Linked DNA regions of Mus musculus: all the other regions are linked to region 4. A link is a contact called in public HiChIP or PLAC-seq, Micro-C and promoter capture Hi-C data. All regions are on one chromosome and are shown on one strand. Each heading gives the region's core, a stretch centred on a gene start, on an enhancer-like site or on the middle of the called end of the contact. The rest is flanking DNA. Distances are from core to core; before and after follow the strand shown. Region 1 has its middle 8.1 kb from the start of Gm46886. Region 2 holds the start of Snapc3 (small nuclear RNA activating complex, polypeptide 3). Region 3 holds the start of Psip1 (PC4 and SFRS1 interacting protein 1). Region 4 holds the start of Zdhhc21 (zinc finger, DHHC domain containing 21). Region 5 holds the start of Ccdc171 (coiled-coil domain containing 171).

Region 1 (2,700 bases), core at 97-2,596, 930 kb before region 4:
AGTAACTATTGGATCTGGGGCTTCTCTTCCATGGTGATGAAATAAATGTTATTTTATTGAATATCTAAAACCAGAAAGTAGAAAGGAAATCTTATCTATCAAAGCTACCAGCTGAAAACTAGAAATAAGTTATTAAAACATCAATGAGAATTTTTTTCTGTTTGCTTTGTTTGTATGTTTTATAGGATGTAACGCCCTTTCTCCTCTATTGCAAACTCTATACCCAGTCCTTTCTCACATCATTCAGCATGTGTGCATGTGTGTATGTATGTTTTTAATGAAACCACAGTTCACTTACAGTGCTTATTTCTGAGTCATGCAAAAGCCATCGAAGTCCTTTAAGGTCATGTGCTCCTGGAAGCATCAAGAAGAACAAGTTTCCTATACTCCTTAGAGTACTGGACACACTTAAATGCTTAATACACTTCAAATAACAAAATCAGTACACTTCATAAAATAAGCACATAAGATATACAAAGATTTGGCTAGCTTCAGTAAACTATGGGGTCCCTGTATCTCCTATATTTTCTCTTGTGTGTTCTCCAACTGTTGTTTAATGAACCCCATTCAGAGACTTCAGAGGAACGGGCTGTTTTATAAGGCAGTGGATGAATCCCTTTCTTGCCCTTGAACTTGTTAAGCTCTCCAACTTCTACTGCTTTGTCTGGCAGGCTGCTCCCCATCCTAATGACTTTTTGCAAGCAACAGAACCTCCTGGATCCAGCACGCTGCCCTGCCACATCTGCTACTAGGCAAACTTACTTCTGCAGCCAATGACTGGAGGCTTCTTCGCTCACTCTCTGTCTCTTTTTATGAAGTTTCCTGCACATAGCAATAAAAAGAAGGAAGAGGGCATGAAGGGGAGAAAGAGATAATGAAGATAGTGAAGAGGAGAGATGAAGAGAGGGGAGAGGGAGAGATGAAGGGGGAATGGGGAGAAAGAGAAGGAGATGGAGAAAGAGAGAGAGAGAGAGGCTATAAATATGGGCCAGTACCTAATTATAATTCAAGACATCCACAATTTAATAAAAACAAGTCCTCCAGAATGCAGCCATAAGGAAAGAGTTTCCACAATCTGTTCATCTGCATAATTAGTGATTGAGGACCTGGGAACAGTTGGAACATTGCTGAGGAAGGCCCAGGTCACATTATTGATAACATAAATAACAAAGATACAGATTTCCCCAAACTACAAACATCAGAATGTAACTAACAACAACCTAATAGGAGCACAGAAAACAAACAGAAAGCAGATAAACTCTGGAGCCGGGCGGGCACAGACTGCAGTCAAGAACATCACTCATCAGGCTAAACACCCTCAGGTTCCTTAGTCACCTAAAAACACGAGAACAGGAAGTCCTCATTAACAGTGCTTTCTGCAAAGGGTGTGTGACTACAGCTGTGAGTACACACGTTCCTTCGTACAGCAGACACACAGACTTTATGCTTTACACATGGGAATACACTTCATTTTGAAGAAGAAGAAAAAAAAGAGCCTGGCATTGCTAAGCTAGACACTGTTATTTAATATGCTGCCCAGGGAGAGGTGCATTTGAACTCAGCAGACTTCTATATAAAGGACTGTTATGTACCTTGAATAGCTTTAGGATGAATCAACCACTCTTCTCCATTATAAAACTATGCACTTCTTATCTTGAAAAGGGCTCTGAGAGAGAGGAGAGCAGAGTGTGGTCTACTCCGCTATCCATCCACTGCATTTCCACTTCTTCCCTTAGGACTGAGATGCACCGGAGTCAGCAGTATTTGGAATGAGCTAACAAGAGTCAAAGCACACTGAAAAGGAAGAGAAAGGCAAGACTCATTTCAAGTTCTACGTCTCAAGTACAATCATCGGCTTTTGATTCTAGCATAGGGTTTATATATATAAAGACATAATGTATGAATATCTACAAAACAAATATTAGCTACAGAGAGGTCACAGGTCATAGATCCGCTGAGCATGCATGACCTGAGAGTCCCAGAGAACCCACATTAAGACGTGCGTGTGTAAACATAAGCCATAGCCTGCAAATGCCAATGCTTTGTGCCTTCAGACAGAGTGAGCCTTTTGCTGTGTGAACAAAGAACTGTGTGTGAGCCCAAGTAGCATAGGTGCCAGCATAAGAGACAAGGAAAGAATGTGCAGTGTACATACCTCTGTCATGCACGACTGTCCCGAGGGGAAACACATGAATAGTTTCTACTTTTAACAATAGAAATGAAAATAGTCATACTTTTTTTAAAAAGTGCATGTGGCTTTATGCTTTCAGGCTCTGAAAACCACATGCATACCTGTGGTTTTGAAATATCCTTAGGACAGCAGTGGGGACGATCTTGTCTAACTGGATGAATGAGATGAAAGAAAAGCTTGTCCTTTCACTGGGAAATTAAGCCATTCATGTAGAACTGTAATAATTGTACGTTTCCTTATAGGGCAGGAGGCCTTGAAAGCCTAAACTTGCTGTTATTCAAAAAGGGAAAGCTATCAGGAGGCTTTGCACTCTGAATTAAGCAATGCATGGTTAACCTATGAAATACTTCTGTTCCATGAGTTCTTGGCCAGCTTGTTCGACTCACTCTGCTTGCTCCTATGAGCCTTATGTTCTTCTAAGGTCTGGAGTTAATGGGTAAGTAAGGCAGACAAGATATCCCTGCTCCAGGCAACTCAAGAACCTGTGAGAAAGCACTCACAGGCTGGTG
Region 2 (2,700 bases), core at 135-2,634, 560 kb after region 4:
CCACTGAGAGACATCTCTCCAGTCCTGCTTGTTGTTTAGGAGACAGGAATTCCTGTATCCCAGGCTTGCTTCAAACTCCCTCTGAAGGTGATTATGACCTTGAACTTCTGGTCCTCCTGCCTCTCCCTTGCAAGTGCTGGGATTATTGATCCCAGGACTTCATGCATGTGAGCCAAGTATTTTATCAGTTGAGCTGCAGCCCAGTCCATCCAATGAGTTTCAATAAATAAAATATATAATATCCATGCAATACAATTAAATTCAACCAAAAAGGGGGGGGGGATGAAGTACTGAAATTTGCTGCAAAGTAAAAATATTGTACAATATTATAGAAACCTATTGTAAAGGTCATATATGATTACATTTATATTACATGTAGAAAATAAACTGGGTGTGGTGGGACATACCTTTAATCCCAGGACTCAGGAGGCAGAAGCGGCTGTGAATTCAAGGCTAGACTGTTCTACGTAGTGATATCCTATTTCAAAAAGCCCAGATAGCAAACCTTTACAGACGTAAAGCCTGAAAAGTGTTGGCTAAAGTTGGAAGGATTGGGAGTCATAACTAAAAGCAACCTTTTCACGAGTGGTGAAAATGTTCTTAAACTAATGGTTGCCCCATTGTGAATATACTAAAAGCCACTAAAGGAATAGTTCCAATGGCTGAATTATACAACATGTGTCACAGGACAATCATACAAGCCAGGGATTGTTCAGCACACCCTGCTATGATATTTGGAACAGCTGAGCGATGGCCAAGCTTCAGAAACATCTAGGCTCACTGGGTTTCAAGCTACTTCCATTTCCTAGTTTACCGGTTTACTCCTTTAACAATCACATTCGGCTCTCTCCCCGGAAAAGTGGTGACTTTTCAAAATATATACATATGGCTAAGAATGAATTTGTGTGTTGCATAGCCGACGTTCGATAAGCTCTATCGTGCAGGTAGGTATACAAAGGCACGCATACAAACACACACCGTGCCTTTCAGAAGATTCTGGACGAACCAGTCTCAGTGCCCCTTGTCCTTCAGGATTCTCTCTAGGATAGGAGGAACCGCAGAGCAGCTCGCAAAACCAGTGGACAAAAGTCCCGCCCCTACGAACCAGATTTGAGAAAACTATGAGATGGGGACCCAATGATTGAGTCTTTAGGTAATTGTGGGTCCCAATACCAGATCAGCTCGGAACACAGCGAGCCGCACAGCCCTCGGACAAGTCCAGAGAACAATGCATCCAGCCCGGCCCACAGCGACCGAGCCGCGCCCAGGCGGTAGCCAGCCTGCTGGGAAATGTAGTTTCTGAAGCACAGCTCGCGCAACCGCCCGCCACCCCGGAGCTCTGCAAAACTACAAATCCCGTCACGCCCCGCGACGCCCTCTCGCCAGCTTTTGCCGGAAGGGATCGTGGCTGACATGGCGGAGGACCTGCAGGGCGGCGGTGCGGGTGGCCCACAGCACCCAGTCCCCAGTGCGAGCCACAGCAGCTTTCCGGAATACGAGCTTCCCGAGTTGCACACGCGCGTGTTCCATGTGGGCTCCTTTGGGGAGCTATGGCGTGGCCGGCTAGGGGCCCAGGATTTGTCGCTGAGCGAACCGCAGGCAGCCGAGCAGCCGACCGACGGAGGGGCATCCAACGACGGCTTTGAGGATGCTGCAGTAGCCAGCGATCTGGGCTGCAGTCTGGAGGCAGCAGCAGAGCTGAGGGTCGTGTGCGGGTGAGTGTGCGGCTTCGGGGTTTTGCGTGGATCCCGCAGGGCTCAGCCTCGTCCCTGCGCTTCTCGGAGACCCTTAACCTTCGTCCCCCTAAACCCTTTCCGGAAGGCCGGAAGAGATCCTTGGGTCCAAAAGCACTTTCCTGAGGGGTGGATCCAGTAACGGGACACTACAAATGCACGAAAGACTTCTATTCTTGATCTTTAAAGTGCTTGTTGAAGTAACAGCGGTATATATCTGTCATTGATATTTGGACAATGGAAGTACCTGAGGATGGAGGAGACTTAAACAGAGCCGGGTTGAAACCTTTATTAACCGTGGTTTCTAGCGGTCCTCATGAAAATGTTATTACTAAAATTTCCCTAAAAGTTTCTTACCTGGAAATAGAAATACAAAAACTAACTTGTAGCGGTCCTTCTCCTTTTGACAGTACTGGCTGTCCTCAAATGAACATACACCCTTTTCGGTATAACACTGGCACAAAAACCATTGTCTTGAATTCTGGCCTCTTTTGAGCTGCCTGCTGGATTTCATAAGACTTAATTATTCAATGATGTATTTAGGACAAGCTCTGACCCGCTGTTGAAAAATGCATGGCTGATCATAAATCGTTGCTTTTCCTTTCTCCCTTTCCCAACCTCCCTTTCTCTAAGCCTTGATAAACTGAGATGCCTCGGGGAAGATGAAGACCCGGAAGTCATCCCAGAGAACACTGACCTAGTGACTTTATGGTATGAGTTTTGTTTTGTTATATGCTATTTGTTTTGGTGCTGGAGATGAAACACGACCTACCACTAAACTACAGTTAGTCTTTCTGCTGTTTATCTGAACACTCTGAATGTTTTACTCCACCACTTAAAATTCAACCATTAGTTTGGTGTCCTGGCTTTTGGCTGTAATCCCAGCCCTCGGGAGGCTGAGTCAAAACTGATGTAAGTTAGAGGTTAGCCTTAGCTACCTAGTGAGTTCAATGATAATTGATGACTG
Region 3 (2,700 bases), core at 175-2,674, 630 kb after region 4:
TTTAAGTCTTATCTATAGTATTCTGAACCTTGACACCATTATAAACTAACAAAAAAAACCTATTTTTTTTTTCCTGAAAATGGAGCTCGGCTGTTTAATGTAACATCTTGAGCCCTTAGGACTTCTCCAGTTAGGTTAATCCAGTGTCCGGTCTACTTCTCCCTTTGGCTATGGAGAACAAAAAATGGAAAACAACATCTTCAAGGTCATAAAGCCAAAGACTGTGAATCTAAAGATCCAAATGAGCCGCCAACTGCAAATCGGTACGAAGCAACCTAAACCACAGCTGACATGCAAGGGCTTGGAGTCTGCATTTTTCGTTGACGCTTTGTATTTTGTTCAAAATTCCAAATTTTAAGGAAATGTCATGATTTCAACTCACAAAAATCCTACTTGATGATTTCGCCTCAATGAAACGTTAATTGAATGTCATCCCCAAAAACTGCTATATAGAACACCTGTCAGAGACTCAAAAAGGGAAACCGCCGCGGATATGAAGGAAAACCTAGAATTTTACAATTGTACGTGAGTATACAGAAAAAAAAAAAAAGAAAGAAAGCTAAAATGAAAGGTTCCAAGTAACGGTAAAGAGAAAAGGAGAGGAAGGACTGAAAGGAAGCCGAGAAGAAACGATGGGAGGCAGGCCGCACCGCTACACCGGGGCTACAAATCACTTACTCGAGCTGGCCAATGAGGATAACCTTTCATCTTGGCGAAGATGAGGTCTCCAGGTTTGAAATCGCGAGTCATGTTTGAGGGGCGACGCCGGGAGTCCCAAGACCAGAAGGGGGAGCAGCGCAGCCGCGATCAGGAGATGCGAGAGCACAGACGCGAGCTGGGACTGGCGGGCCCGCGGGCGGGGGAGGATGCCTCGGGGTGTCCCGACGCGCCTGCGAGGGACAGCAGGGAGGGCGGTTAAAGCGCAAACCCCAGGGAGGGGCCGCGGGGAGGAGGGCAGGGGGAGGGGAGGCGGCGGAGGGGGAGGGGGAGCCGCCTGCGCGCCTCCTCGGACAGAGCGCGGCCTCGGCCCCGAGCAGCGCCGGGGCCTGCGGTCGCGGCCACCTGAGGCAGGGATGCTGCCCGCCACCCGGCCGCCGGCCTCCCACCCCGGCGCTCCCAGGGCTTTTCCCACGGGCCGCAGCCCACGAGGGAGGGGCGCGGCGGGGAGAGGAGGGAGGCTGCGAGCGCGGCCGCCCGCTTCCCATCCGCGCCGAGCGGGGGCGGGGCGGCTCTCACCTGCCGGGCGGCGGCGCTGGGGCTGCGGGGCGCGCTGGCCGCTCCTGCCCACGTCCACGCCGGCCACCTGCGCCACCAGCTGCCGCAGAGGCGTCTCAACGGCTCCGAGCTGCAACCGCCACCGCCACCGCCACCGCCGCCGATGTCGCTACGCCGCTCCCGCGCGGCTCCCGCTCGGCGCCCGCTAGCGCTGGGCCGTACCAAGTGCTCGCGCAGGCACGGGTGGCGCTACAGCCGCCGAGCGTCGTGGCTCGGGAGCTGAGGGCCTGAGTCCCCTAGAGCCCACAGGTGCCCCTGGTTGCGACCAATTGCAAGCAGATGCCGTGGGAGGGGAGGGAGAGGGGAGGCCCGGAGAGAGGCACGCGGGAGCTGTCCCTCTCCTCCACCCCCCCCACGGCTGGCACAGTGGTCGCGCCCGGCCCGCCCCTGCTGGCTGCTCTGCGTGTGTGTATTTGTATGTGTACTGTATGTAAAAGACGGGGAGGGAGGAAACGATTGTTGTGGACCCGGTTTGGGGGCGGGTATCCGGGCCTGTAGCCCACGGCTGCATGTTTAAGAGAATGTGGCAGCCCAAGGTGCTTGTTCTCGCATCCTTCTCCTTGGTGCGAGTACTGTAGTGCTCCTGCGCAGTTTACATCATCCCCAAAATGAAGAGCTGTGCAAAATCCCAGAGATGAAATTGGAATATGAAGCAGTTGCAGGGTGTGCACCTTGTAGGCCTCTTACACCTCGCAGAATGGGCTTTGCAGTCTCCTTTTCTTGGGACTGAAACATGAGAAAGCCCTATTTCATTTCCCTGATATTTCAACCGCGGAGAACCGTTAACGAAAACACAATCCCATTGAATGCAAAACGTCAAGGATATAAAACAATGACAGAGAAAGCGTAGTTAGCTTGTTAGTTAGGATGTGGATTTGGGCCCAATCTAAATTTTAGCCCTGCACTTAAAATTCTATTTCCCTAGAAAAGTGATATATATGGTGGTAGGTGATACAGGAGAGAAGAGTTACTAACACCTAAATATTTCATCATTTAAAATTCTCTTAAAGGGTATTTAAAGGTGAACTTATTTTTGATCCTTTAGCCAGTGGATGCTTTTAATATTTTGTAATACACCTTCTGAAATGGGTTGACTTTTACGATCTTTACTCTAGCAGAACTAATATTATTTATCCATTAACATCCAGGTTCCCAATAAGTAAGGATGTGGCAAATTAGAAGACATTAAAGTATTAAGAAAAAATAAGTCTTTTGTTTCATCCTTCATTGAATCTCTCCAAAATCCTGTTTAGAATAGAGCACTGTTTGGTGTTGAATATACAGCTAGGAACAAGATTAGGTATTTCCTATATCAAACAGGCTAAAAATATTAAAGATATTAAGAATATTAAAATGTGTAAGCAATAATACTGCTTTAAATAAAGACTCACAGCTGAGACTCAGGAAGAGCTTTGTTTGAATAGG
Region 4 (2,700 bases), core at 194-2,693:
TTACAGTCAAATTGAATTCTGGAGGTCTTTCTTTTGTTTTTTTTTTTTTGTTTTGTTTTTTTTTTTTTTTTTTTTTTTTTTGGTCATGAGGTAAATGTTCACCGTGGATCCTCCTCACCATGTCAAAAGGGTGTTAAGTTAAAAGCAGACATTTCCCAGACAGACATGAGAAAGCTTGAAAGATCACCGCTTAGAAAAACGTAGCCTGGCTACCTAGTTGTATAGATGAGAAAATAACACTGGATCCCTGGCCTACCCATGACCCCATAGCTGGATAGTACAGAAACCAAAAGCGAATCTGGCTTTTCTGTCTTCAACTCCAAACTGTATCTGGTTTTTTTTTTTTCCCCCAAATGATTTCATACCACTTCTCCTCTTCAAAAGCCTTACTACTGAGAGGGCACAACTAAGGTGGCAACAGGGTACCCTCTGAACTTTATCCGTGGATCTCAAGCTCTGGAAGAACTTAATGAGATACTGCACCAAACCCTTTCATCTAGGAATGGCACACACTAAGCAGTCATCAAATGGTAACGGCTATCATTATCTTTTACCACAAAGTAGGGAGTGAATTTGGGGTCGGGGGGGGGAGGGTGAGGGGTATGCATATTAGCAGTGGGTGGAGGACCCATTGGACAAGTCTTTTAAACTTACACTTAATTACCCTTATTTGCCCTTATTTTGGGCTGAAACTTTACACTGATTTATGACCCACCCACAATGACCTTGATTTTTACCCAGCCCCTCCTGTACTTTTATGAACTGCTATATTGCAGTATTTTCAAGTAATGACCGGCCAGGTCCTCTTAGCCCTGGAGATACAAACATCTTCCACTGACTCATACGGTATCTTAAAATGTGACCCAAATACATCTCGAGAAAAGACCATAAATTTTAAACGACCAGCGCAGGTTACGTTCAGCGAGTGATTACAGGGAATGGTAACAAGTGCAAAGTGCTGCCATGCGGAAAGCCATTTTCTCAAAACAGCCGGTGCGGCCGGCCGAGGGAGAGGAGGGAGAAGGTCAATGGAGGTGCACGGTTTTCTCCCAGAGGGTCCTCTGCAGCTCCGCACCAGCGACCTCGAAATGAATGAAACGCTCGGTCACGCCGACAGCCCGGGCCCCGGGGGTGCAGGGACGCCAGAGTCCCGGGGAGAACTCGGCGGATTTCTCTCCCCACCCCAGCCCATTCAGGGCCGCGGTCTCCGGGAGGGATGCTGCATGGCAGGTGCGGGACCGCCCGCCGGCCCACACTCACCGCCGCCCGCTCCGCCGCTTTCCACTCGGCTCCGCGCCTCCGCCGCCCAGGCCGGGCCGCAGTCCCCTTCCGCTTCCGGGAGCCGAGGCGCCGGGACCGGCCGAGTGGGTGTCGGCATGCCCGCGCGCCCGCGCGGAGGCACGGCCGCCGTCGCCCTCTCCGCTTCGCGCCCCGGAGCTGCGATGGGAGCCGCCGAGGGCCGAAAGACCTGAAAGCGCTCGCAGCCCAGCGCTGCGCCCGGCCTACCTTCGTCTAACCTACCTGTGCCTCCCCGCCCTGCATCCCGGCCCTGCCCAGGCGGCCGCACACGCGTGTCCCCACACCCTCCCTGCCTAGGACCAGCCTCAGCCTTAAGCAGTGCTCGCTTCCTCCTTCTGTCGGGGAACAGGCCTCTCTCCCCAGTGACAGCTATGGATTTTCCAATGTTACCTTGCTTCAAAATTTAGTCTGCAACATTGACATCTTCTGGGATTCTGGAGAGAATGCAGTCTCAGGCCTGCTCATTCCGTACCTGAATTTTAATTCAGGATCTGGAGGTGACACCTATCAGTGCACCCCAAAGCAGCAGTGTTCATCTTTAGGGCCTTCAGACCCTCTTTTGGGATACCCCAGCCATTGGAGGTTTTTCCAATTCTTGTTGGCAACCTAAATCCGCATTCAAATCATTTTTAAATGCATTTCAGATAATCTCTATAAATTGTCAGCGCTCCAATCAGTGACACCTAGGAAAAAAAATTAATGAACGCAACAGCTCAAATAACCCATCTCCCAATCTAAGCTGTTATCCTCACAAACGCCTGAGATACAATAATATAATATAAATATAATAATATAATATAATATGTTATATTATATATAATATAATAATATAGCTTTTTGCACGTCACTCCTAAATAGTGCCGTGGAAAAGTTTATACTGTATGGAGATAGCTGGTTATGCCTACATGTCCCAGAAGAAGATCATGTGTGGATGGGAGAGGAATTCCCTGCTGTAGGAAGTCTGTACTTCTTGTTGAATGGTATTGAGAGCCTTCCAGAACAAACTGTTCCCGGTGGTACCTGTTACTCAGGTCCTGGGACGACAGCTGTACTAACTCTAAAGTTACCTTCAACTAGCTTGTTCCATTTCCTGACAAATCCCCTTAATTTCATTCCCCTTAAAAAAAAAAAATCTTCTACTTCCCCACTGATAGGGGCAGGATAGGAAGACAAAGAAAACAAGGGAGTGTGGGAAAGGGGGAGGCCTCTCACGCGGAGACCTAGCTTTCCTCCTGGCTGTGTGTCAAGAAACATCAACACAACCACTAAAGCCAAGGCTGTCTCCAAGATAGTGCTCATTCTTCCCTCTACATCTCAAACAACAGTGTCACAGTCACTGTGGCAGCTACTCAGGGCCAGGGTGATTGCAGCCTTGACTTTAACCCTGTTAGCAGTACTCTC
Region 5 (2,700 bases), core at 100-2,599, 670 kb after region 4:
TTTGGGGCCTGATTGGGCTACATAGGGAATTAAAAAACCCCACCCAGACAAAACCAAGAAAGCAAAACAACAACAAAATCACTTCCCTCCAAACAAAAATCTTTCAAATAACAAAACTAAGCCGTATACAATTTAAAAAAAAACTCTCATCTTCCAGGACTGTCAGGCCACACAGAGAAACCCATGGTGGTGGTGAATGTAATCTTATTTATTGTAATTCTCCATTTGATTCCTAAGTAGAGAGGGCTACTTTTGTTTCCTTCAGTTTGTTTTCGAAGCAGTTATCTCTTCTGGCTAAAGCCTTAAGAAGCAAGGAAAACCTTTTAAAAACCAAACAACTGACCTCAAACCAATTAAAGTTTCTCAGCAGTGCAAGAACCAAAGTTTTAATCTATTTGCTCTTAGGACTGTTAACTTTCCAGAGCGAGAGCAGGCGAGAACCCCAACACCTGGTTCAGGCTGATTACAACCAACCCCGGACAAGTTTAGCATAAAAGGCTCATTTTGTATGAACACTTGTGGAAAGAAGGTAGTGGCGGCAGGGATAAAAACCTTTCATCAAAATCCTGCCATTTCGCATTGTTCTTTAGGGAATAGGCTTTCAAAAGCCAAGGAACAAAAGAGGATTTGCTTTTCCAATCCTCTGAAGCGGCTACAGGGCGAACCAAAGCTCTTTATAAATTGTGGGCGAGGAGGGGGAGGGGCTGAAATCTAGCAGAGATGGAGCTCAAGGCGAGGCTCCAAGGCCTTATTTGCCAATGAATCCGGTTCTGCATTATTTGTAATCAAAGACGCTCAGCAGCATCAGAGCACCGACCTACATTCTATCCACCCAAGCCAAAATACAAAAGAAATCGATGGGAGGAGGAGACTGCAGGAGGAGGGCGCTGAGAGTCTGCCACCTGTGCCGAAGCCCAGGCACTCTCCCTGGGGACCCTGGCATCGGCCGCGGTCCTAGCGGGTTTCTCGGGCCGAGAGCCAGCTAAGAAGACGTTTACAGAGCAGGAACAGGCTGCTGCCCTTTTCCGAGGCTGGAAATGTGCACGCCACTCGGTTGCGGGAGTTCTGAAACAAGGAGAAGGCACAGCATGCCGGCGCTGGAGCGCGCATGGGGTGGAACGCGGCCCCGAGCCACCCGTGTGCTTTGCGCACGCGTACCCCACCCCTGGCGCATGCGCAATATACCCCGCCTGCCGCGGGAGCGCGCGCGGTTGCGGGCCGGCGCTTCTCTTCCAGCGCGAGCCCGCGTTCTCTGAGTACGCGCGTATCCTGGAGCTGGGGCTCGGGCGGCGGGCGGGACGCTGGGGACGCGGAGGCGAGGGGCGGGCCTGCCGGGGCGGGGCCAGGGAGGCGGAGAAAGTCGCGGCTGCCCAGAGCCTCGTCGCGTGTTCCGGGCCCCCGGAAGTGGCCGTTGTAAACTTCACCTCGTAGACTTTCTCCATCCTGGCCCTAGAGTCCATCGGCTTTCCCCAGTTGTCACTCTTTCTCCTGAGAGTTGCCTGACCTCCCACTCACCCCGAGACCTGAAGCTGCCTGGGGGTCGTGGGTGTGCAGGCTGGACCACGCGAGTCCGAGGTAACTGCGGGCTGTGGGTGCAATGGTGACTGGCGCCCGGGACCGGGAGGTGCTGAGAGGAGACTGGGCTTGCAGAGAGGACCCGGCTGAGGGCTGCTAGCTGGTGCTGACACGCCTCCAGCTCAGCCTCCAGCCTCCAGCCTCCAGCTCAATGGCCAGGGCTCTCCGCCCACCTTGAGGAAGCCGAGCATCTTCGCTGTACTCCGAGGACCGGTGGGGACTAGAGTCCTCGGAGCTCTTTGGGATCAGTACCCAAGGATCACTTTTTTTTTTTTCGTGTTTTACCTTCATTTTATTTAAATGCCTACCACACTTTAGGCACCCTACAAACGTTTGATAAGCAAAACAATGAGTTATGCAACTTCTGCCTACCACCCACCTTGGGACTTAGAAAAGTCAGCTGTGAGTTTAAAGCTGAATTTTGCGTACAAGCACACACCCCCCCCCCTTTGACTTTTTAATCATTTACGATATTCATATTAATCAAATACATAACTTAGAGACGATATCAAACAGCTTCTAAGATTTTGCACGTTGATGTTTTATACTTTTCCTAGTATTGGAGAAATGAAACTACCGTTTTGTTATTTGTATTTATCAGTGCTTAGTAACGACCAAACTGTGATAGAGCCGGAAATGCAATCCTTTCCAGTTAAAGGCAGAGGAATGCAGGCAGTGCAGCGGGATTCTAGGGAAAGTGAAGGCGGCTGTTTTAGCTTGGAGCTTGTGTGTAAATCCTGGCTCAGCCATTTATTAGCTGTGACAGGCAAATCACCTGTCGCCTGGACCTTAGGTTCTTTATGTCAAATAAGCAGAGTGGGCTTAGTCTTTCAGGCTCCGTTTACTTTTTGTTTGTTTGAGTTTCTTTGTCTTAGGCGTGTTTTATGGACAGAATCACACATCTCCTTCACCTCTCTTCTTTTTTCAGAGATGGGATGAAAGGTGGTTGAGACTGAACAAGAATCATGGGCACAAAAGTGTTCTGCTATTTGAGCTGCACTCAGCTCTGAAGTGCCCCCTTGCCAAATGAACCGTGTAACTGCTGATAGTCCCACACAGGTGTCACGACTAATGAATGCAAAGCTGCATAGACAAAAAAAAAAAAAAAAAAAAAGTGGATTTAGT

The links. Promoter capture Hi-C pulls out the DNA fragments that hold promoters and counts their contacts. Hi-C and Micro-C count contacts between places; a contact is called where the count stands out from the background. HiChIP or PLAC-seq counts read pairs in DNA pulled down with a chosen protein or histone mark.
Region 1: a FOXA1 HiChIP or PLAC-seq map of pancreatic cancer cells shows a contact between it and region 4. The contact joins the enhancer-like site here to the promoter of Zdhhc21 in region 4. A contact is called at or near these places in 3 of 39 promoter capture datasets (embryonic stem cells, hippocampal neurons and liver), 2 of 115 datasets of contacts at active chromatin or transcription factors (embryonic stem cells and pancreatic cancer cells) and 1 of 9 other capture datasets (adipose tissue).
Region 2: a contact with region 4 is called in a Micro-C map of the G1E-ER4 cell line, with 2.8 times the contacts expected there. The contact joins the promoter of Snapc3 here to the promoter of Zdhhc21 in region 4. A contact is called at or near these places in 5 of 39 promoter capture datasets (the C10 cell line, the HPC-7 cell line, embryonic stem cells and 2 more), 1 of 15 datasets of contacts at CTCF or cohesin (the NIH/3T3 cell line), 3 of 484 Hi-C or Micro-C datasets (the G1E-ER4 cell line, embryonic stem cells and nephron progenitors) and 2 of 115 datasets of contacts at active chromatin or transcription factors (the 230-238 cell line and bone marrow-derived macrophages).
Region 3: a contact with region 4 is called in a promoter capture Hi-C map of pre-B cells. The contact joins the promoter of Psip1 here to the promoter of Zdhhc21 in region 4. A contact is called at or near these places in 4 of 39 promoter capture datasets (the C10 cell line, liver and pre-B cells) and 4 of 115 datasets of contacts at active chromatin or transcription factors (bone marrow-derived macrophages, embryonic stem cells, large pre-B cells and 1 more).
Region 5: a contact with region 4 is called in a promoter capture Hi-C map of pre-B cells, with 2.8 times the contacts expected there. The contact joins the promoter of Ccdc171 here to the promoter of Zdhhc21 in region 4. A contact is called at or near these places in 5 of 39 promoter capture datasets (the C10 cell line, embryonic stem cells, liver and 2 more), 1 of 484 Hi-C or Micro-C datasets (the G1E-ER4 cell line), 2 of 115 datasets of contacts at active chromatin or transcription factors (embryonic stem cells and large pre-B cells) and 4 of 9 other capture datasets (adipose tissue, embryonic stem cells, liver and 1 more).

The regions. Positions count from the first base shown.
Region 1 is chr4:81,924,730-81,927,429 of GRCm38.p6, forward strand. No RefSeq gene overlaps it. Among named protein-coding and RNA genes, the nearest start is that of Gm46886, 8.1 kb to the right of the region's middle. Within about 2 kb of position 1,347, at least 69 of the 459 cell types and tissues checked have an H3K27ac peak or open chromatin away from gene starts, as enhancers often do. A contact at or near this core is called in hippocampal neurons and pancreatic cancer cells, where this site is marked.
Region 2 is chr4:83,416,340-83,419,039 of GRCm38.p6, forward strand. It overlaps Snapc3 (small nuclear RNA activating complex, polypeptide 3), which reads left to right and starts at 1,385. Exons shown (of 9, transcript NM_029949.4): 1 at 1,385-1,715; 2 at 2,367-2,444. The coding sequence starts at 1,414.
Region 3 is chr4:83,485,039-83,487,738 of GRCm38.p6, forward strand. It overlaps Psip1 (PC4 and SFRS1 interacting protein 1), which reads right to left and starts at 1,425. Exons shown (of 16, transcript NM_133948.6): 1 at 1,237-1,425; 2 at 679-890. The coding sequence starts at 750.
Region 4 is chr4:82,858,230-82,860,929 of GRCm38.p6, forward strand. It overlaps Zdhhc21 (zinc finger, DHHC domain containing 21), which reads right to left and starts at 1,444. Exons shown (of 9, transcript NM_026647.4): 1 at 1,261-1,444.
Region 5 is chr4:83,524,196-83,526,895 of GRCm38.p6, forward strand. It overlaps Ccdc171 (coiled-coil domain containing 171), which reads left to right and starts at 1,350. Exons shown (of 26, transcript NM_001355378.1): 1 at 1,350-1,575.